Regions from separate parts of the Mus musculus genome. Here all the other regions are linked to region 1. The links are chromatin contacts, called in public Hi-C and promoter capture Hi-C maps. All regions are on one chromosome and are shown on one strand. Each heading gives the region's core, a stretch centred on a gene start, on an enhancer-like site or on the middle of the called end of the contact. The rest is flanking DNA. Distances are from core to core; before and after follow the strand shown.

Region 1 (2,894 bases), core at 218-2,717:
TTCCATAGAGAGATCCTTTACTGAGCAGGGGAAAGTGACTGTTCTCCGCTCAGGCAGACAGCAGCAGCAAATGACCTTGTGGGTGTGATGTTTTTTTAAGAGGAAAAAGAGGGGAATCTGTGATAGAATGGCTAGGATGTGGTGGTCATGTTTTGGTTGACCGTATTAATTAGGGTAGGCCAAGGGGGGATTTGACTGTTGTAGTGGCTATTTCTGGTTGTCAACTTGACTATATCTGGAATGAACTACAATCCAGAATTGGAAGGCTCATCAGTGACCCTAATCTGGAGGCTGAGAGATAGAAGTTTCTGACCTGGATCTCAGTATGGAGATCTTGAGGCATAGTGGCTATGGATTTCAGAAGATTAAGACAGGGAGATCAAAGATTAAGATTAAATTCCTTTACTATATAGAGACTACCCACAGTTCTGTGACTCTAGAGAACCCTGACTAATACAATTGTTGAACTTTAATACTTTGATAGCTGGACCTTGGTGATCATCCTCAGGAGGAGGCCAAATAAGGGAATAGACCTTATTTGGCCTACGGCTAGCTTTAGGAATATAACCCTGTTTGTTTGTTTGTTTATTAGCAAGGCAGAGGGAATGGGGAGAAGGACAAGGCCTGCCACACCTGTGCTTACCAAGCTTGGGCCTGCTAGAGCCCTTTAACAATACAGCAAAGCTTCCTGTGGTGGTATATGCTTTTAGTCCCAACCCTCAGGAAGAGATCTCTGTAAGTTCAAGGTCAGCCTGGTTTACATAGTGAATTCCAAGATATTCAGGACTACATAGGAAGATCCAGTCTCAAAATAAATACATAAAATAAAACTTGTTAAATTTCTATTTGAGGTAGGTTGGTGGTATTCAATTGGGATTTCAGCACTGGGGAGGCTGAGATCTGGAAGGCATAGTGGGATACTCTAACAAGCAAACAAATGTGATCCTACTGTTTTGTACTGCTATTGAGAACCTATAAATTTAAATATTACGTTAGAACAAGAGTATAGCAAACACTTTGCCCAAAGGGCCAGATGGTAAAATATCAATGGCCGTGGGAGGAACAGGTCTCTTCCCTTTGTAACATGAAAGCAGCCAGACAATAGAAAAGGAACGGATGTGGCTATACTCTAACAATTAAACTTCGTGATATTGAAATTTTAATTTCATATAATTTTCATCTCTCAAGAAATATTGTCGATCCTTCGCCTCACCCCGGTTCAAAGTGTAAAAACCGTTCTTGGCTCCCGAATTGGCCAAAAACAGCTGCCTGGACAGCCCGGACCATAGTGTGTTGGTAATGGTTCAATTGCCGTTAATATCTAGGTTGATCAGACCAAGGTTTGTTTCCTTCCAGCTCTGGGAGCTACAGCCAAGAAGGGGCGGAGCCTGCAGCCGCACAAAGACCCGCCCCGACCTAAGGGGAGGGGCGACGGCGAGGGGGCCGGCCGAGTGCCGGCTTCCGGCGGAAACGGGCGCGAGCAAGATGGCCACCACCAAGCGTGTGCTGTACGTGGGTGAGCAGGCGCGGGAGCTAGACTTAGTCTGAGCAATGTGGGAAAGGGGGAAAGCAGCCGGGGTCTATGGAGGGCTTGCTGGGCCTGAGGGTGTGAGCCCGAGATGGAAGGACAATTCCGGCGACCTTCCTAGTCCACTAAGCGCACAGGAACCCCGACGAGTGACAAGAATTTTGGGCTTCCAAATCCCTCCCGCCCATTCGTTTTACAAACATTCAGTGCGGAATGGCTGGATCTCTGCCCTAAAGGAGGAGTTACCAGACTATCTAGGAGAAAGTGGGAAATAACCTACACACCCTAGCGTTGTAATAGGGACTAACAATGATGACAGGAACTTGGGTGAGGGCAAACTTTCTGTTGCCGGGACGCAGAAGTTGAGCAGGAGTTGGGCAAAGAGTCAGAGTAGAGGCAAAGCTGTTCGCTGCACCGGAGCCGAAGCTCAAAGGCGTAAAAGAGCCTGGCGCCTAGGGGCAGCTGGGTCATTTTTCGAGAAACTCAGGGAAATTGGGGAAAACAAAATGGAAGATACAAGAGAGATCGGCGAGAGTCGGATGATAACCCTGTGTACACTACCAAGGAGCTCTCACTTTATCTTGAGGACAGTGACATTTAAGACTTTGAAGTCTAAGAGAACCGATGGATTCATTTCCACTTATATTTGGTTGGGGGGGGGCGGTTGGAGGAAGGAATTGAGGCAGAGAGGTCAGTTACAAAGCTTTCACAAGAGTTGGAGATCGAATCAGAACTGTTTAAAAGGAGATTGAAGAAAGGAAAGTAGTGTGGGTAGGCTGTAGAGAGAGATGTTTGTGTAGACAAAGGACTGGATGGAAAGATCCCTCCCTTTGCCTGTCATACCAGTGACAGGCAAAGTCCCTGGTGTGCAGGGACCTCTGAGTGTGTAGGACAGCGGCTCAGAAGGTCCTTGGCTCATTTGCAGGCGGGCTGGCAGAAGAGGTGGACGACAAGGTTCTTCATGCTGCATTTATCCCCTTTGGAGACATCACAGATATTCAAATTCCTCTGGACTATGAAACAGGTGGGTCATTTGAGTGTCTTTAACGCTCATTACCCTCCGATAGGGAAAGAATTAAAGTCACATTCCAGTTCTAAATTTACATTCTTAAGTTCTAGTAGAATTCTTGCCCACCATATGAGGCTTTGGTTTCAGTTCCCAGCACTAATCACACAGAGACACACACAGAGGGGCAGAGACACACACAGAGACACACACAGAGGGGCAGAGGGGCAGAGACACACACAGAGACACACACAGAGAGGCAGAGGGGCAGAGACACACACAGAGACACACACAGAGAGGCAGAGGGGCAGAGACACACACAGAGAGGCAGAGGGGCAGAGAGGAGAGAGACAGGGTGGG
Region 2 (2,894 bases), core at 292-2,791, 2.9 Mb before region 1:
ATGCTGCAAACAAGGGGCCTTTCTCAAGACATCCACTGTGCCTGCAACACAAACCGACTTGGCTCTACAGTTATCAGATTCCTCACTGGGATCGGTTCTCCCGTGGACAGGAGTGAGTTTGGCTTCTCTTTAACTCCTCGATTCCCCAGCCTAGTCCATAGTCTAGTCTAGAAGTAGCACTTTAACAAAGCTTGCTGGTTGACCACATGAATGAAGTACAGGGTGAGAGGAAGTGCTGCTAGCTTTAAGGGAATGTCAATAGCCAGTTCGCATCACTAAAAGCTCGGCTTCTGTGTGTGCATTCCTACTATGTCACTGGAAGTGAGGTTGAAGCCTGTAGTCCAACCCAGTCCAGCGCAACCAAGATAATCTATCCTCTCAAGCCAGACTCTGTCCTGCCACTATGCAAAGGACACTAGAAGCAATAAAGACTATGATATCACAGTTTATTGTGCACGGGGTTAAGGGTGCTTTTCATACCGCTGCCATGATTGAATCCTATTAACTGTGTTCCAATGGATCCTTTGACACTCATTTCAGCGCTGGTTCACAAAAAAAGCAAACTTGCCTCAAATAGTATGTGTTTGTTAGAGGGCCCTAAGGCATGCTAACTTAGGATGGGAAACTTCATCCTTCCTCTCAGAATAGCAGATAAAAAGTGTTACATTCCTAGAATTGTAACTCTTGCTAGTGTTGCCAGCCACACACTCATTGGGTCCAGCCAAGCTGGACTGGGTTGGACCTCGGGCTTCGACCTCACTCTCATCTGACACAGTAGGGATGCACACAACGAGGCGGAGCTTTTGGTGATCTGTATTGTCAAATGAGTGAGTGCTTTCACGCGAAAGCTCTTACTTCTACCTTCTCGTGCACCCCTAAACAATGAATGTGGGGGGGTCTTGGCCTGTCCCTTTGCGCGCCACCTCTGTTCCCTTGTCCACCCCAAGCCTTCCAGGCGGCCTCAAGTCTCAACAACCCAAGTCCTCGTACCTGGTTTCTGGACGGCGGCGTATGCTCGCGCGGCGCGCAGTAGACCTACGCAGAATAGAAAGGGCTGAGACTCTGCCATACACAGCCCCTCATGTCCCTTCTCCCACGAACTGTAGGCACCTGCACCTAACTACCGCCTCACTTCCCTATCTCCCTCCTCATCACCCCTTCCCTAGCCATCACCCTCTTTCTCATCCTGTCACTGCCTTTCTCGGGTCTCCGGGTGCCTGGTCTCCTCCATCTTCGCCCAGTCCCTTGGGACCCAGCTCGGCGGCTCACTCGGAGGCTGCAGGCCACAGCGCGCAGAGAGCAGACTGGCGCTACTTCCGCCCCTCAGCGCAGGGACTGGGGCCCGTGTCACCGCCTGGGCACGAACAGAGCTCAGCGCACGCCACGCGGCCCGCAGCATGTTGACTCCCGACTCGACGGGGGGCCCGCACCGCCACTGCCCGCTCCGCGGTGGATCCAGGTTACATGGGCGCAGCCATGACGGTTCGGGCTCGACCAATCGAGGTGAGAGCGCGACAAGAGCTGCCGAGGGCTGAGCGAATGGATCGGTTCCGGATTGTCAGGGAGCTGGGGCGGAGCCCAGGAATTTGGCCTGGTGGGCGGGCCTGTTTCTACGCTTACAGGCCCGGAGCACTGTGTGAACGCTATAATGTCACCTATTGACCTTGCATCCGGCCTAATCACTTTCTAAATTCCTTATGTTCCTGACCTGGTCCTCAGTTCTCAACCTGTTGGTCAAGACACATGGGGGGTGAAGGTTGTTGAGCGACCTATTCATAGGGGTCACACATCAGATATCTTGCATATCAGATATTTATATCACAATTCATAATAGTAGCAAAATTGCAGTTATGAACTAGCAACGGAAATAATTTTATTAGAGGTCTTCACAACATGAAGAACTGTATTAAAGTATCTCTGCATTAGGAAGGTTGAGAACCATTGCCTGGGGCTGGAGAAATGGCTCAGCGGTTAAGAGCACTGACTGCTCTTCCTAAGGTCCTGAGTTCAAATCCCAGCAACCACATGGTGGCTCATAACCACCTGTAATGGGATCTGATGCCCTGTTCTGGAGTGTCTGAAGACAGCTACAGTGTACTTACATATAACAATAAATAAATCTAAAAAAAAAAAAAGACTCACAACCATCTGTTCAGCTACAGTGTACTCATATACATAAAATAAAATAAATCTTTAATTAAAAAAAAAAAAGAGAACCATTGTCTTAGGTCCTAGTTATTTTAGGGCTTCTGTGGGACTCTCCTTACCTTCTCCAGAGGCTAATATTCTTTCTTGGCCCTCCTCCAGACACCGGGGCCCTGTAAGAACCCTCAGGTTCTAGCCTTCTTTCGTTGGCTTGTATCTCAGTGACTAAGGATAGAGTTTTTGGTAGGGTACTGAGCCATTACTATGAGACCCTGTGGGCAAAGTCTACCTTTATGGGCTGCAGTGTTCTCAAAACATCAAATGAGATTGGTAGCAATGTCTTTTACATTGTTCAGCCTATAGACCGAAGCAGCTGTATACAAAACACATGTTTAAATAGTCAGTATTCGGTACTCAGCTGTGGTAAAACTGAAATGAGGGATGCAAGGGCAAATATAAAGGAAAAGTAGTGGGGAGGGTAAAGAGAGGGGCAAGGAAAGAACACACCATCCCAAGCCTGAGATCAGGGCCGGGGAAAGTAGACCCAAGACAGGCAAGGCTTTTGTGGAAAGGTCTCCATTAGCACAGGGAATAATCCTGACAAATGTGGTTACATGAAACTCAAATGACATTAGGCAACTGAAGATGTGGTTTGGTTAGCAGAGTCCCTGCCTAGAATGCACAGTCCTGGGTTGGATTCCCAGTGGTACGTAAAAACTGGGTGTAGTGGCATATGCCTGTGACCCCAG
Region 3 (2,894 bases), core at 182-2,681, 2.6 Mb after region 1:
TGTAACACTCTGCACTGGGGTAGTAGAAGGAGAAAACTGGTGATGTGGAGGGGAGACATCCCAGGCATCGGTGAGTTGTATGGCACCTGAAGCAGTGAGAAGAGGGGGGCTGCCCTCTCCACTGCAGCCACTTGTCTGAAGTACCAAGATGAAAGACCATGCTGCTCGCACACATGAAAGCAGGCTGGTAGACAGAAGTTCTCTTGTTGGCTTGCATTTTCTTGGTGAAATGGAAAGCAAGACCATCAAAGAGAATATGGGAGAGTGGAGGGGAGTGAAGGGGTCCCCCAGAAGAGCGACTGGGGGAGGAGTTCAGTTTTGTACCTCTTATGGAAGCTTCTTGGAGCAGAGCAGTTTGGGTATTTGGGCAGACTCAGAGCATGCTGTTGGTTGGGATCTGAAAGAATCCGGAAGTCTCCGAGAGAAGCCCCTGTAGAATTCTCCTAAGTGGTTTCTTGGAATTCTACTTGTTTGAGTCATTTTCCTGAAAAAAACCAGTATGGTCATGGGAGGCATACCTTTTCTTTAACTCTTTCAGCAAAGACAGAAGAAAAAAAAAAGCAATAAATTACTCCTAATGGAAGGAAACAAGCCTCCTGGATGGAGTTCAAGGTACAAGGTACTTCCTAAGGAAACCTTTGTGTAGTTTTTGCAGGGTGGAGGGTATTAAAAACTCACATGGGTTTATGTAGTATTCAAAAGACAAAATCATCACCTTGGGTGCTGTAAATCTTTTGCCTACAACGCTCTGCATAGAGCTGCCCTTCCAACCTCTCCAGCCTGCACTGTTCACTCTGCAAGGCTCTTCTGGACCTCGCCTGGAATGTGCACACAGACTTTTTCTTCTGCCTCATTTTCTATTCCTCCCTCCCTTCCTTGCCAGTAAACGTTTCTGCTACGTGTTCAGAACCCGCTGTACACTAACTCCCCAAGTCCCAATCGTCTGTGAAAATCCCCATGACTTGTTAGAAGTGGGCTCGTTTGCCTCTCTACATTTAGTGCCGGATGGAAGTAGGCTCGCGACAGTTGTTCTAATGCAGGCACCGTCAGGGTGCGTTGTGTGGAAAGGCAGCTGGCTAGGACGTGAAGCCAAGCGGCCCGGCCTAAGAGGGAGACAAGCAGGCACCGGGAGAAGGCGGCGGTGCGGGGCGAGAGCACGAGATGATTTGGCCCGCAGCCTGAGGGAAGGCGGATGGGAGGTGAGAGTGTCCACCGGCTATTGCGGGACCAGGCAAAGGCCCTCAGGGTTCCGGTTAGATGCGAGTCACCAGCATCCTCTAGACCTCGGGCGAGGAAGCCCACAGAACCCACAACTCCCGAGACCCACCCGCAGTAGCCACTCAACAAGCTGCGGCGAGACGTCCCGCGCATGCGCGCCCTAGCCCCACCCTCCCCTGGGCCCGCCTCTCCCCGCCCTCTGCGTGCGCACCGCCTAGAGCCCGCCTCTCAGAAAGACGGCTGGCGCATGCGGCCCGGCCGAGCACTGGCTGCCCGAGGCTCACCACGCGCGCGCCGGCCTTGCTGTGGCTGACACGAGACTCCGAAGCCGGCCTCAGGTAGGCAGACTTCAGGGATCCCGGTGGAACGGCTCCCGGGTGCAAGAGCCTGTGGCGCCGACAGAGCCCGGCGCGGACGGCCACGCCGCCGGGGCGATAAACGTCTCTTCTCACCAATCAGGGGAGAGCTGGCCCGGCGTTCTGCCCAATGGGCTGCATCTCTAACGGGAGTGGGGCGGGCAGTCCCGGAACGCGAGCTGCCGGCTCCCGCGCGCGGGCCGCGTGGCCCGGCTAAGGAAAGGGGCCGAGTCCGGCGACGCGGGCAGCCGGGCTTGGTGAGGTAGAGAGCGCGGTGTGCCGCCGCGGAGGGGTCTCCCAGAGCCCCAGCCTGTGATGGGGCCCGACTGGCGGCCTTGAGCTCCTCCCGGCGCTGCCCGGCGCGCGGGAGGAAGGGGCTTGTAGGTTCGCTGGGCCTCACGGCCCAGGCTACCCAGCTGCTGTCTCTCTTTCCAGCCCAGCGCGAAGATGCTGGCGTTCTTGAGGCCACTACGTCAGCGTGGCTGCCTTACGTCCACACTCATTATTTTAAATCCTCAGCAGCCGGGTGACGCGGGTGGGTGCTGCTGTGGTTCTCGTCCCACTTTTTACGGCGGTGCGAACCCGGGCATCAGGCACTTCGGGGCTAGATTTAGATTTCAGCACATCTGCGGTGGATCCTGAGCCTGATTTTCACCAACTTCATTTTTTTTTTTTTTTAACAAAAGCTTTCACATTTTTCATTCGTGAATTTATCTGGTGCCCCTTGCTCTATATTATAGCTCCTGTACTTGAAAAACCTTTTGTGTCTTGTCATCTTCAGAAAAAAAAGTGCAGCGTGGACATTCAACTTTGCCCATGGACTGGCCCCTGGCCATCCCTTTGCCCTAATCTTTTTTTCTTGGTGCATCCTGTGGGCTCACCTGCTTGTTCATGCTTTGCCTGATTCCTAGCTCATTTCAGTCAGTCAGCCTTACGGGCCCATTACAAGGCAGGTTTTCAAAAGGAGCTCCTGGATCCTCCCTCAGTCCAGGTCATCTCTCCCGGAGATACTTAAGTTGGACCCACATTTGACTTAAGTTTGTGGTACCCCCAGCATGTGAGTAGCTCTCCCATAATAGGTAGTTTGTAAACGTTAGGGAATGGGTCCTCTCCAACTGGCTCTTTGTGGCTTTTGGAATATTTTTTTGCCAGTCACTCTGGGAGACTGCCAGAATCTTAGTGTCTGTCTGTCTGTCTGTCTGTCTGTCTGAGTCTCAATCTCTCTCTCTCTCAGAAACACACACGCACATACACACAGAGAGATCTGAATAAAGTTGGGACAAGATGAGGTGATCCCGTGACAACCTGTTCTGAACTGAG
Region 4 (2,894 bases), core at 108-2,607, 2.5 Mb after region 1:
TGCGAGCCTCAGTTTCACTTTGGGACTCTAACAGCCTCAGACTTTTTGCAAGTTACAGGTACTTGAGGGTGGGGATGAAAAGGAAATGGAAACTCAAAATTGTAAAGCAACCCAGTTTTATTTTGGTTTTAGAGGCCAGCGGGAGCATGGCTCCACTCTGCAGGGGTTAGGTGTAAAATCCTTCCCTCCCCCGGGCCAGGGGCCCAGGGAAGGTAGGGGGTACGGAGAGATGGCTCCCTAGACCCAATCCGGTTAGTAGGCTGCTCGAGAAGGAAGGTCAGGCAGAGGCCTGTAATGGCTCAGATTGGGGCAAGGCGGCGGAAAGAGGGCACAGAATCCAAGAACGTGGAATCCGAAGGCTGGTTCAGTTCCCTCCATTAGACCGCTGAGGCTTGGGTATGAGAAGCGAGACCCAACTGTCATCTGGCAGGAGGCAGAGCCTGGAGGCAAGGCAGGTGTTCTCGGCTGGAGCCGTCTCGGCACGAAAACCAGGCGCCTCCACCCTCACGGAGGGTGTGTGGGAGCCGGGCCACCGGGCGCAAGGTCCCGTGTCTCTGGGTGGTGGCTCTCAACAGCTCACCGAGCCGGCGGCCGGCGCTGACCCCAGGTCTGAGAAGCAATCGAACTCGCTCTGGCCGAGGAAGAGCTCCGGCAGCTCGCGTACGCGGTGCAACCCGAGCTCGAGTTCCAGCGACGTCAGCGCCTCTTCGTCGATGAGCTCGGTGTCCATGCAGCCCAGGGCGGGTGGCGGCGGCGGCGGCGGCAACGAGGCTGCGGCTCCGGGCGCCGGCTGCAGAGGTGAGGGCCCTCCAGCGGCTGCCGGGGGCGCCGGGATGCGGCCCGGGGACGGTGTGGCTGCAGACTGCAGGTGCGTGCTACCGGCGCCCGGCGACTGCGAGACGGGGAAGGGCTGGAAAGAGACCGGCGACCCGAAGGAGCCGTATGCCAGGGTCCCGGGTGGCGGCGGCGGTCCCAGCGGAGCCCCCCGCGGCCGCAGACCGCTGTCCATGCCCGGGCCTGCGTATGGCTGCAGAGTCCGGGGAGCGTGCGGGCCGTGGGTGTGCGGCGGCACCTGTAGCAGGCAGTAGCCCTCGGCGAGCATCAGGTGGTCGGCCATAGCAGCTGGCGGACAGTCAGGGCACGCCCCGGGTCTCGGCCAGCGGCTCCTCTTGGGCGGGAGACCCGGGCACTGTGCAGTCCCTGCAACTCAACCAGGCAGAGGAAGAATAAATCGGATTCGTTCACTGTCTCACCCGGGTCTCCCGGATCTCCTCTCTTCTGCGCTGCCCACAGCAGTAGTTGCAGGCCGCAAAAGAAACAGACAGCCCAAGGGTTCCCAGGCTTTCGCGCAGTGCCTTGAAGTCCGGAGATTTTTTATACCAAGAGGCGGGAACGCCACGCCCACTCTCTGTCATTGGCTGGATGAATCCCTTCTGGGCGGGTCGTGAACCTGTCCAAGAAGGTATTGGTCCCGCCCCCTACCAGAGCTCCGCCCTTTGGGCCTGCAAGGGCGTCCCAGGATGCAGGCACTTTGGTAGGGCTGGGTGGTTGACATTTTTCTGGGGCTTGGTCAGGCCTTCGAGGTACTGGTTAAGAGGGGGTATGGGAGTAGCTTGAATTTGCCAGATGAGGTGAGAGGGCCAGTTCCTGTAGTTTCAGGATCTTGGCGTCACTCAATTTACTATTTTTTCGGACTGAGCCTCAGAGGCAGGAGAGATTTCCTGGAAACACACAGTAAATAAAGCCTTTAAGATTCAAACCCGGAACTTTGTATTGCACTTCAGCGAAGTGCAATGTCCTTTGAAGAGGTCAGCTCTCTGTTCCTACAATCCCCAGGGAGCCAATTGCTCCTTCTCTCTGGTTCACACTGTGCTGTCTGTTGAAGCTTGTCCTGAGTTGTTATTAAAGTAATTTATGGGCATGTCTCCTGAAGGACTTGTTCATCTTCTTACCCTCAGCATTTGGCCCGCAGCCTGGTTCAGAGCTGGCTTTCTGTAAAAGTGGAATGAATGAGCAAATGATGGCGTGAATTGCAGCTCATTCACCAAACTGCGGCTTTCTCCTCCGTAGGATGCTGGCCAGAGTAGCAGAGACCACAAGCGCCTATGGTGAAAGTTAGCTGAGGCTCTGTGTGTGTGTGTGTGTGTGTGTGTGTGTGTGTGTGTGTGTGTATAGAGCCCTCCATAGTGCCTGGCACATACATATGTATTAAATGTTCTTTAATCTAGTGAAAGGTTGGCTATAAGGCTGGCTCTAATGATCACCCAATGGGGGATTTCCAAAGCTTCTTTGAATCACAATAATCCTAACTTGGAGCTTTAGAGTGCTCTACATTCTACAAGTGCCTTTCTGGGGTAGGGTATGAATTTTTAGCCCTATTTTGCAGATAAGAAGACTAAGGCACCAAAGGAAAATGAGGCTGTGCAGAGGCTGTATGCAAATAGTCATTCCTATATGCAACAAGCTCTTTGAGCCACAGGCATGCCGGGGACGGTTTCCTGGAGCCTGACTTACACATGTTGGCTTTCCCCTCCTCAGGCTCCCCTCCCCCCTGCAGCAGCCTCTGGCCTTCCTGGAACTTTGGTTTATCTAGCTGGTGTAGAGGGGAGAAGTTTAGCAGCCGAGTTCAGAGGCCCAAGTTCTAATCATAGCTCTGCCACCTGCAGGGGCGTTGGGTGGGGGCTGGGGGGGCATCACTTGATTCCATAGGGCCTCTGCTTTCTGCTGTGAAAGGAAGTTGGTGGTCCTAGTCTAGTATAATGAAAGCCTTGGGCTATCTCTTTTTCTCCAGATAGGGCTCCACACAGAAATTCTTAAACCTGACTGTTAGGGGGAACCCTAACCTTCTGACTCAGAAGGTTAACACTGAGATGTTTGTTTGTTTGTTTGTTTGT
Region 5 (2,894 bases), core at 105-2,604, 2.3 Mb after region 1:
CTACAAATTACTTACGGTAGTGCATACTACATACGGCATTACTGTCATACATTCTGGTATGATTGAAGCTGGGGTGAGGAAAGTTGGGGAGTAAAAAATATGTATGCCATATTCTATTCCACAGCAACAAAACTTAAAATACCTTCTTCACATCATGTCACTTCCATTGTATGTACTAGTTGCTGTACCTTTTTCTTTTCCTGTTAAAACCTAGCTATATGATCTGGCCCTTGTTTCATCTTATAGTAGATAGCAAACAGAAACATGGTTTTGAAGGAGAAAATGTGCCTCTGTTGCCAGTTTAAAAGTATGTCCTTGTGAGCAGATCTTTAAGGAGAATGTATATAGCCAAATCCAACACTAGATTGTAGACAAACCCTCAGCTGATCTTGATAGTAGTCAGTTGGGTCAAGTAAGACTCCATTTTTGTAGTGGTGTCTATGTGGTAGACCAGCATACTAACAAGTCTGTCTCTCTCAGCTTCTTTGATTTTCAGATTATAATATGTGTATGAGTGTTTGCCTACATGTTTGTATGTGCATGATGGATCCCCTAGAATTGAAGTTACATATAATTGTGAACCACCATGTATATGCTGGAGGTTGAACCCAGGTCCTCTGCTAGAACAGGTGCTCGTAAGCTCTGAGCCATTTCTTCAGCCCCCACAAACTGGTCTCTTAATTTGTAGAACAGTGTTATTTTTTTTCCTTCTGAAGTTGTCGGTTTGTGATTGGTTTTATGATGGAAACTGAAGGCTTGAAATGATTTTTAGCCAAGGTGATTGATAACGGCATATTCTAAGGTTCATCTTTATGTGAGAAGCAAATTATTGGTAGAATTGTTTAGAAATTCTAGTTTTCAATTTCTTTTTTCCTTTGCAATTTAGATGGTTATCTAACATAGCATGCACAAAGTAGTCTGTCTCATCACTTCCTTTCTTCCTCATCTGCTTATTCAGATTAACATTTTCTCTTCATTGCTCAGTTGCTGTTTTAAATGTAACACTTGAAGAGTTTTGGTTGGTCATTGAATACTTAAGCAAAGCTGGAACTTTAAGTGCTTTTAACAGTGACAGGAAGATGTGGTCAAAAAGTAAAAAGGTGCCAGGCGTGGTGGCGCATGCCTTTAATCCCAGCACTTGGGACGCAGAGGTTGGTGGATTTCTGAGTTTGAGGCCAGCCTGGTCTACAAAGTGAGTTCCAGGACAGCCAGGGCTACACAGAGAAACCCTGTCTCGAAAAACCAAAAAAAAAAAAAAAAAAAAAAAAGTGTGCAGGGCTCTGTGGTAGAGCACTTGCCTAGTATACACAGGCATGGGTAGTTGGGGTGGGAGTCCGAACCCAGATGTAATCTTAGTCCTTAGGAAACTGATGCAAATGAGTGTTTAGGCAAGCAGTGAACTGTGTAGTTGCTTAGAGGCCAGCCCCATGTTAACATAACATTCAAAGCTCCACAGTGCTGTAAGAACAATGACCAAAAAGGAGTGGGGATAGGGACTTTCTCACTTTTTTTTTTTTAAGATTTATTTATTATGTCTAAGTACACTGTAGCTGTCTTCAGACACACCAGAGGCCGTCAGATCTAATTACAGATGGTTGTGAGCCACCATGTGGTTGCTGGGATTTGAACTCAGTACCTTTGGAAGAGCAGTCAGTGCTCTTAACCGCTGAGCCATCTCTCCAGCCCTCACTTTTTTTTTTTTTTAACTTGGCTAATTGGTTGATTTGTGTGTATGTGTGTTTCAGAGGAAAACTTGTGGACATTGGTACTCCTTCCAATATGAGTCCAGGGGATCGAACTCGGGTTGTTAGGCTTGGTGACACATTACTTTATCCACTGTGCTGTCTTGTCTACCCAAGCAAGATAGGTGCTTTGAATAACAGAAAATATGTCTTGGTTTATGTTAAGTTGGAGGCACTGGAATGGTTGAAGATGATAGCCCAAAAGACCTATGCAGGCTGGATTAGAGACATTAATAAGGAATGATATGGGACTGTAGAGATGGTTCAATGCTTAAGAGAACTCGTTGCTCTTTCAGAGGACTTGATTCCTGGTTGTGTCCCTAGCACTTGCATGGGAGATCATAGCAGCAGTAACTCCAGTTCCAGAGGATCAACACTGCACACTTAGAGCATACAGGGGTGTGTGTGTGTGTGTGTGTGTGTGTGTGTGTGTGTTAGTACCAACACATACAATTGCTTTTCACAGTAAAGGCCTAAGATTTTTTTTACATTTAATAGGGAGAGCATTGTTTTTAGTTTTTTTTATTTAAAAAAAAAAAACAGGTTTGGTCAGCCTTTTAGCAGTAAACATTATTGATCAAGAAGTGGCCTTTTTTTGTTCTTTTGTTTTGTTTTTTCGAGACAGGGTTTCTCTGTGTAGCCCTGGCTGTCCTGGAACTCACTCTGTAGACCAGGCTGGCCTCGAACTCAGAAATTCACCTGCCTCTGCCTCCCAAGTGCTGGGATTAAAGGCGTGGGCCACACACCCGGCCACTTTGTTCTTGTTTTTTAAATAGGTTTTCACTGTATGGCCCAGATTACTTTCAAGATCTCTGAAACTCTTAACCTTTTGACCTCTGCCTTGAATGTGGAGAGAGTATGTTTTCCTATATTGGGTTTATGTTTTCCTCTAACAGTTTTGTTGTGTCATTAAGGGTGGGGTTGTGATTTTGAGATTGCTAGGCTCACAGCAAGTTCCTCAATTGTTGAATAGTCTTACCACTCAAGCCTTAAGTCTCTTTCTATCTTACCTTACTTACTGAAATTCATTATAGCCTCCAATTTGGAGTAAACCTCCTACTGACATCATCTTGAGTGCTGGATTACAGGTGTGCAGCAGAACACTTATTTTTTTTTTTTTATTTTTATTTTCGAGACAAGGTCTTGTTCTGT
Region 6 (2,894 bases), core at 211-2,710, 2.3 Mb after region 1:
TCCTGTCTTTTCTCTTTTCTTTTCTTTTCTTTTCTTTTCTTTTCTTTTCTTTTCTTTTTTCTTTTCTTTTCGTGTGTGTGTGTGTGTGTGTGTGTGTGTGTGTGTGTGTGTGCTGGGCATGGTAGTTTATGTCTGTAATCCCAGGACCCCGAGGCTAAGTAAGGAAGATTTAGCTGAGTTTAAGGTCAGTGTGGACTACATAATGAGCACCGGACAACCAGTTATAGACAGGCCTTGTGAAATACTACACTTCCCCATCCCCACCCCCACCTCCCCAAAATGGTTGGCTTCCATATTCAGCCTAAAGTGCCAAGATTAGAGGCATGTATTACCACACCAAGCCATACATATTGTGTTAATGTATTTGCATGGAATGCATTCGCCCATAGAAGGCAACATCTAGATGTCTTCAGTGGAAACTTCACCCTATTTTTTGACACAGGATTTCCCTGCGTAATTCTGGAAGTCCTGGAACTCGACAAGGCTGGCGTTGAACTCACAGACCCTCTTGCTTCCGTCTTCCCAGGTGCTGGAATTTCAGTTCTACCGCGCTGGCCCCAACCTATTTGTATAGACTGGGCCTCCCACTGAACCAGGAGCTTGCTTATTTAGCTAGGCTGGCAGGTTTCTTTTCAAGCCTTTCAGGTATGGGAGACTACTGTGCTAGTGGCTTATGGAGTGTTGGGGGGGCTAATGCAGGTCTTAATGCTTGTAGGAAGCACTTTACTGAGCCACCTCCCAACTCTTTAATTTTTTATGCCAATTTTTAAAAAAAATATTTATTATTTTATGTAAGTACACTGTAGCTGTCTTCTGACACACCAGAGGGCATCAGATGTCATTACGGATGGTTGTAAGCCACCATGTGGTTGCTGGGATTTGAACTCAGGACCTTCAGAAGAGCAGTCAGTGCTCTTAACCACTGAGCCATCTCTCCAGCCCTTTTTATGCCAATTTTAACGTTTTAAAATGTCACCTTTTTGGTTGTTTGGAAATTTTATTTCTTCACTTACTGGTGTGTGTGTGTGTGTGTGTGTGTGTGTGTGTGTGTGTGTGTGTGTGCGCGCGCGCGTCGCACATTAATGATCAGAGTTCAGCTTTCAGGACTCTGTTCTTCTGGTCCATCCTGGGTTCCAAGAATCGAATTCAGGTCGTCCGGTTTGCTGAGCCCCAGGCGGCTTTTTAAATTTTCCATGCCCGCGAAGTTCTTCTCTCCCTACCATTCATTTCCTTGAAGAACAAAACACGGAAAACTATTTCCTAAAACCCAGAAGCGAGCGCATCCTAGCTGAGAGCTTCAAGGATATAGAACGTCCTCGGAGGTCACCGAGAAACGCCTCCCGCGCCCCTGGGAAGGGGCGGGGCCCCAAAAGTCTCCGCTCTCACTATCCCGCTTGGCCAGGCAAGACAATTCTCGCGAGACTTCAGGCACCTCAGCCGCTGCGCACTACGCGTTGCTGGGAGTCGAGGCGCGGAGTGGGGGGAGGGGCAGGGGAGACGGTACAAACGGCGCGGCCGCCATCTTGTTTGCGCCCCCGCTCCGCACGCGCTCCGGTTTTTCGTGACGCACGCTTCCCCCTCCCCTCCGCCGCGCCCGGGCCTCTGCATTGCCCGACGGCGCAGCAGCGCGGGGGCGGCTGCTTTCTTCGCTGGACGCCGGAGTAGAGGCCTGTGAGTGTATGAAAGCTTGGGTGAGGAGGGGAGAGAGAGAGGGGGCGGCCGGCAGTGAGGGCGGTGCTTCCCGCCAATGGCGGAGAGCTCCCTTCCCTCTGCGGCCGCCGCTGCACTTCGGTCGGCTCTGCCGCCGCCATGTTATGTGTTCGCCGGGCCCGCCGCTGTCGTCGCGGCTGCGCTCGCGGGGTCCGTGCGCCTGGGCCCGCGGGCTTTCTCCCATTGGCGGAAGGCGACGGCGGGGGGGCTCGCTCGTGATTGGTCGGCGGCGGGGAGGCCGCGGACCTGGCACCTTATTGGTCACGCCGGCTCCGGCCTGGGGGGTGATGAAGGAATTGGCGGCTGTCGGGATGCTAGCTGCTCAGGCTCTGGCGGCAGGGCGACGGTCCCTCTAATGCCAGCGTGGCGGGGAGTCTCCGGGACGGAGCCGGAGGCCCAGAGGAGAAAGAGAGTGGTAGCCTGGCGTGTGGCCTGCAACGGGGAGGGGTCACTACTAATACCAGAGGCACGGTCAACTACAAGATGGGGTGTGCAAGCCCCTGCTTTGTAAACACGGAACAGAAGTGTCTTCGAGACCTAGGGGTGCTAGACTTGGAAATTGATCCAGCTTGGGAATGACCCTGAGTAGAAGTCTGAGTGCATGGTATGGAAGTAGTGGGAGTGAGGACCAGAAGGACAGAATCGGATTAGGGAGCCTGCTGTAAGAATTTGGGTTTTGAAACCCGGAGGATTAGTGTAGAACTCCAGACTCCATTCTGGGTTCTGAAATGGAGAGTGGGAAACAGGTAAACAGCCGGATCCCACTGGACAGGTGTATCAACTTTTAGAGGCTGAATGCCATTTTAACATTACATTAAGTAGAATCAGAAAGTCAGCTGTAGAATGTATTTGCATAATTGGGAAGTTGGGGGTTACAGGATTTGGGATCATGCTAGTTTTGAGATGTTATATATGAAATTTTCACTGGTCTAAGAAGAATATAGGATCAGAGCTTTGTGCTTGCTAGACAAACATTCTACCAACTGAGTTACCCCACTTCCCCCTTAAAATTGATCTCTCTTAACTTTCAGTTCAGAGGGCAGGTGAGACAAACTCAGGAGTAATAGACCTTGTTTCGCGTGCTTACCTGGGTGTATGAGTATATTTTACAGTCACACAGATATTGGCAGTGCCATCCTCATTCTGTGAGGGAACAAGCAAGAGTTTGTAAGTTGCTGGAGTCA
Region 7 (2,894 bases), core at 212-2,711, 2.2 Mb after region 1:
TACCCAAATATACTTTGGTTTTGTCATAAAGATGTTATGGTCCCCAAATATCCATTCTTATTACTGGATTCTCTTAGGGCCTAACACTAGGTTCTAGTAGGATTAAGAGACTAGACTCAGCCACTCATCTTCAATATGCCCTTAATGAAAGAAAGGGGATTTATTCGATGAGGTCACTTTGGAAAGAGGAACAAACACAGAGGCCTAATGATTTCCAAGACTGTCTTTGGGGTTCTGACATGTGGTTTAGGTTTAAACAAAGCAAGAGGGATGTACAACTAAGCAGATCAAGGAACAGTCCTGTCCACAGTTGTCTCAGCTTGTGTCTTCTGCAGAGTGGTCTGACAAGCTGTAAGGATCCTATGAAGTCTCTTCCTGGGAGGTAAGTTCTCCTCTGAATGGTGGGTGGCGGGGGGGGGGGGGGGGGTGGGGGGGTGGGGGGGGGGGTTCTACTGCTTCCATACTGCCAAAGGGAGGGGCACAAGTGCTTCTCTTTTATCTTTGCTCCCACTGTGATTGAAGATAGTATTTCATGGGTTTTACTCCACATTTGGAAATTTCCTCTTTTTTTTTTTTTTTTTTTTCCTACGCAAGTTCCTTGTTTGGAATCTGTTCATCCTCCCCCTGATACAATACACTTTATAAAACCCTGATTCTGGTGAACCCCTTAAACTGGTGACTGAATTAACTAAATGAACCTAACAGCTAGGCTTTATCCTTCTGGACTTTAGACTCAAGTCTAGAGTCCCAGCGCTGAGATTTTTGGTGTGGGTCACCATAGATGCTGGGAAGTATTTTTCAAAGGCTCAGAGGTTAAGAGCACTAGCTGCTCTTACAGAGGACCTTAGTTTGTTTCTCTGTGCCCATGTGACTCAACCCTTCTGTAACTCTGAGGCCCTCTTCTGGCTCCCGAGGGCACCAAGAAGATATGAACCACAGACATGCATGCAGGGAAAACATTCATACACATAAAGGAAAAAACAAAACATTTTTTTTAATCTTTAAAAAGAATCTGGGCATAAGGGCACAATGGCTTGTAATTCCAGCACCGAAAAAGCAGAGGCAGGAGTAACCCAAATTGGAGGCCAATAAAAAGGATAAGAAATAAATAAAATAAAATAAGACACTGACAACTGCCAGCGTCTTTGAAGCTTGAGTTCATGATTGTTCACTAAGCTGGGAAAGCTGATGTCAGGTGCTAAGATCCGGATTCGGGCTCCAAGGGTGTCAGAGGCCAGCTGCACTGGGGACAGCGAGACGACCACCATGACCGTCCTCTCACCGGGCGGGCGTAAGAGAACGAGACGGTAACAGCCTGCACTAGGCACTGGTGGATAAGGAAATACAGCGGACTGCAGACGCCCACTCAGCCCCAGTGTCGCGAGAACCAGGGGCCTGGTGGGTGGGGAGGGGTGTGACATGAAAAGGGGCGGGCCTCCAACCGCCGCCGGGAATTCTGGGACAGGGGTGAAGAGCTAAGGGGCTGCCCCTTTCAGGCACGCCCCTCATTCGGGTTTTTGTTCTGTGCATTTTGGGCCCGCGATTGAGTCTTTGCGCTTGGGCACACCAGGGGGACTGGGGCTGGGGGCTGAGTGGAAAGCACACGCCTGCCTGCGTGGAAGGCCTGTAACGAGTCAGGACGCAGAGGATGAAGGCAGCAGCAGGCAGCCGGAAGCCATCAGCAAGGCAGGGCCTCCGACCTCAGGCTGCGGCTGGGAACCTGGAGAGCAGAACTTACCGCCTGGAGACCTTACCCTTGGAGAGGCCAGTGTTAGGAGGATTTATGACACGCAGCTGCCCTAGCAGTGTGACTCAAGTGGAAACACCATAATGTGAAGGAGTGGTCAGGTGAAGAGAACAGAAGTCCACATTCCATCATAGCAAGGTGCCTCCCCATCTCCCCTCGTTTTAATACATGCTCTTCCCTGTGAGGAGGGAAATCAACTAAGGCCCAGGTGAGTACGAGTTGCCTCTCTCCTGAACTTTTCAGAGCAAATAGATACATAGTAGACCCATCAATGCCTTTGGAAGGAAAGCCACATTTATTGTGTGTTAGTTAATATCTGTACTGTTTTAGCTCTGTGGGCATTGAAGGATTAGCTTACCAGTATACATTTTAAAGATGTGCCAGTCTCATCAGAGAATTTTTGAAATGTGCCCAAGATTATTCAAGAAACAAATAGCAGAACCGGGCGTGGTGGTGCACGCCTTTAATCCCAGCACTCAGGAGGCAGAGGCAGGCGGATTTCTGAGTTCGAGGCCAGCCTGGTCTAGAGTGAGTTCCAGGACAGCCAGGGCTACACAGAGAAACCCTGTCTCGAAAAACCAGAAAATAAAGAAAGAAAGAAACAAACAAACAAATAGCATACCAGCAAATTCTACTGGACGTTTCAAGATTAGATTCAAAATCTGTATCTTCAGGATCCCTAGACTCTTGATGCCGATCTGGTATTTTCTGAACATCTATCTCATTTAATTTTTCACCTAATAATTTTCAGCTTTATCTGTTTTAAAACTTTTAAAACATATATTCATATATAAAATATTTAATATGAATATTAGTAGATATTTCTATATCTTTAAGAAGTCAAGGGGGCTGGAGAGATGGCTCAGAGGTTAAGAGCACTGACTGCTCTTTTAGAGGTCCGGAGTTCAAATCCCAGCAACCACATGGTGGCTCACAACCATCTGTAATGAGATCTGATGCCCTCTTCTGGTGTGTCTGAAGACAGCTACAGTGTACTTATATATAATAAATAAATAAATAAATCTTTAAAAATAAAAAAAAAAAATAAAAAAAAAAAGAAGTCAAAAGTCTGCCAGGCAGTGGTGGTATAGCCTTTAATCTCAGCAGCTTGAGAATAAGTTCTAGGACAGCCAGAGCTACACACACA

The links. Promoter capture Hi-C pulls out the DNA fragments that hold promoters and counts their contacts. A called contact is a pair of places that touch in the nucleus more often than the background predicts. Capture Hi-C pulls out chosen DNA fragments and counts their contacts.
Region 2: a promoter capture Hi-C map of adipose tissue shows a contact between it and region 1, with 2.9 times the contacts expected there. The contact joins the promoter of Mrps15 here to the promoter of Ppie in region 1. A contact is called at or near these places in 1 of 39 promoter capture datasets (cranial neural crest) and 1 of 9 other capture datasets (adipose tissue).
Region 3: a contact with region 1 is called in a promoter capture Hi-C map of liver, with 4 times the contacts expected there. The contact joins the promoter of Ctps here to the promoter of Ppie in region 1. A contact is called at or near these places in 5 of 39 promoter capture datasets (cranial neural crest, hippocampal neurons, liver and 2 more).
Region 4: a contact with region 1 is called in a promoter capture Hi-C map of second pharyngeal arch cranial neural crest. The contact joins the promoter of Cited4 here to the promoter of Ppie in region 1. A contact is called at or near these places in 4 of 39 promoter capture datasets (cranial neural crest, embryonic stem cells, hippocampal neurons and 1 more).
Region 5: a contact with region 1 is called in a Hi-C map of B cells, with 6 read pairs. The contact joins the enhancer-like site here to the promoter of Ppie in region 1. A contact is called at or near these places in 10 of 39 promoter capture datasets (the 3T3-L1 cell line, the C10 cell line, cranial neural crest and 5 more), 1 of 484 Hi-C or Micro-C datasets (B cells), 3 of 115 datasets of contacts at active chromatin or transcription factors (embryonic stem cells and stem cell-derived neural progenitor cells) and 1 of 9 other capture datasets (embryonic stem cells).
Region 6: a promoter capture Hi-C map of embryonic stem cells shows a contact between it and region 1. The contact joins the promoter of Nfyc here to the promoter of Ppie in region 1. A contact is called at or near these places in 13 of 39 promoter capture datasets (the 3T3-L1 cell line, the C10 cell line, the HPC-7 cell line and 7 more), 7 of 115 datasets of contacts at active chromatin or transcription factors (cardiomyocytes, embryonic stem cells and epiblast stem cells) and 2 of 9 other capture datasets (embryonic stem cells and liver).
Region 7: a contact with region 1 is called in a promoter capture Hi-C map of second pharyngeal arch cranial neural crest. The contact joins the promoter of Exo5 here to the promoter of Ppie in region 1. A contact is called at or near these places in 8 of 39 promoter capture datasets (the 3T3-L1 cell line, the HPC-7 cell line, cranial neural crest and 5 more) and 2 of 115 datasets of contacts at active chromatin or transcription factors (large pre-B cells and stem cell-derived neural progenitor cells).

The regions. Positions count from the first base shown.
Region 1 is chr4:123,138,524-123,141,417 of GRCm38.p6, reverse strand. Ppie (peptidylprolyl isomerase E (cyclophilin E)) reads left to right here and starts at 1,467. Exons shown (of 10, transcript NM_019489.6): 1 at 1,467-1,516; 2 at 2,454-2,552. The coding sequence starts at 1,486.
Region 2 is chr4:126,045,575-126,048,468 of GRCm38.p6, reverse strand. Mrps15 (mitochondrial ribosomal protein S15) reads right to left here and starts at 1,541. Exons shown (of 8, transcript NM_025544.2): 1 at 1,270-1,541; 2 at 991-1,035. The coding sequence starts at 1,399.
Region 3 is chr4:120,568,813-120,571,706 of GRCm38.p6, reverse strand. Ctps (cytidine 5'-triphosphate synthase) reads left to right here and starts at 1,431. Exons shown (of 19, transcript NM_016748.2): 1 at 1,431-1,556.
Region 4 is chr4:120,665,026-120,667,919 of GRCm38.p6, reverse strand. Cited4 (Cbp/p300-interacting transactivator, with Glu/Asp-rich carboxy-terminal domain, 4) reads right to left here and starts at 1,357. Exons shown (of 1, transcript NM_019563.2): 1 at 100-1,357. The coding sequence starts at 1,117. The coding sequence ends at 569.
Region 5 is chr4:120,796,636-120,799,529 of GRCm38.p6, reverse strand. All of the region lies in intron 1 of Nfyc (nuclear transcription factor-Y gamma), which reads left to right. Among named protein-coding and RNA genes, the nearest start is that of Mir30e, 25 kb to the right of the region's middle. Within about 2 kb of position 1,354, at least 39 of the 459 cell types and tissues checked have an H3K27ac peak or open chromatin away from gene starts, as enhancers often do. A contact at or near this core is called in B cells and embryonic stem cells, where this site is marked.
Region 6 is chr4:120,824,307-120,827,200 of GRCm38.p6, reverse strand. It overlaps Nfyc (nuclear transcription factor-Y gamma), which reads left to right and starts at 1,460. Exons shown (of 10, transcript NM_008692.4): 1 at 1,460-1,671.
Region 7 is chr4:120,923,572-120,926,465 of GRCm38.p6, reverse strand. It overlaps Exo5 (exonuclease 5), which reads left to right and starts at 1,461. Exons shown (of 2, transcript NM_028457.2): 1 at 1,461-1,955.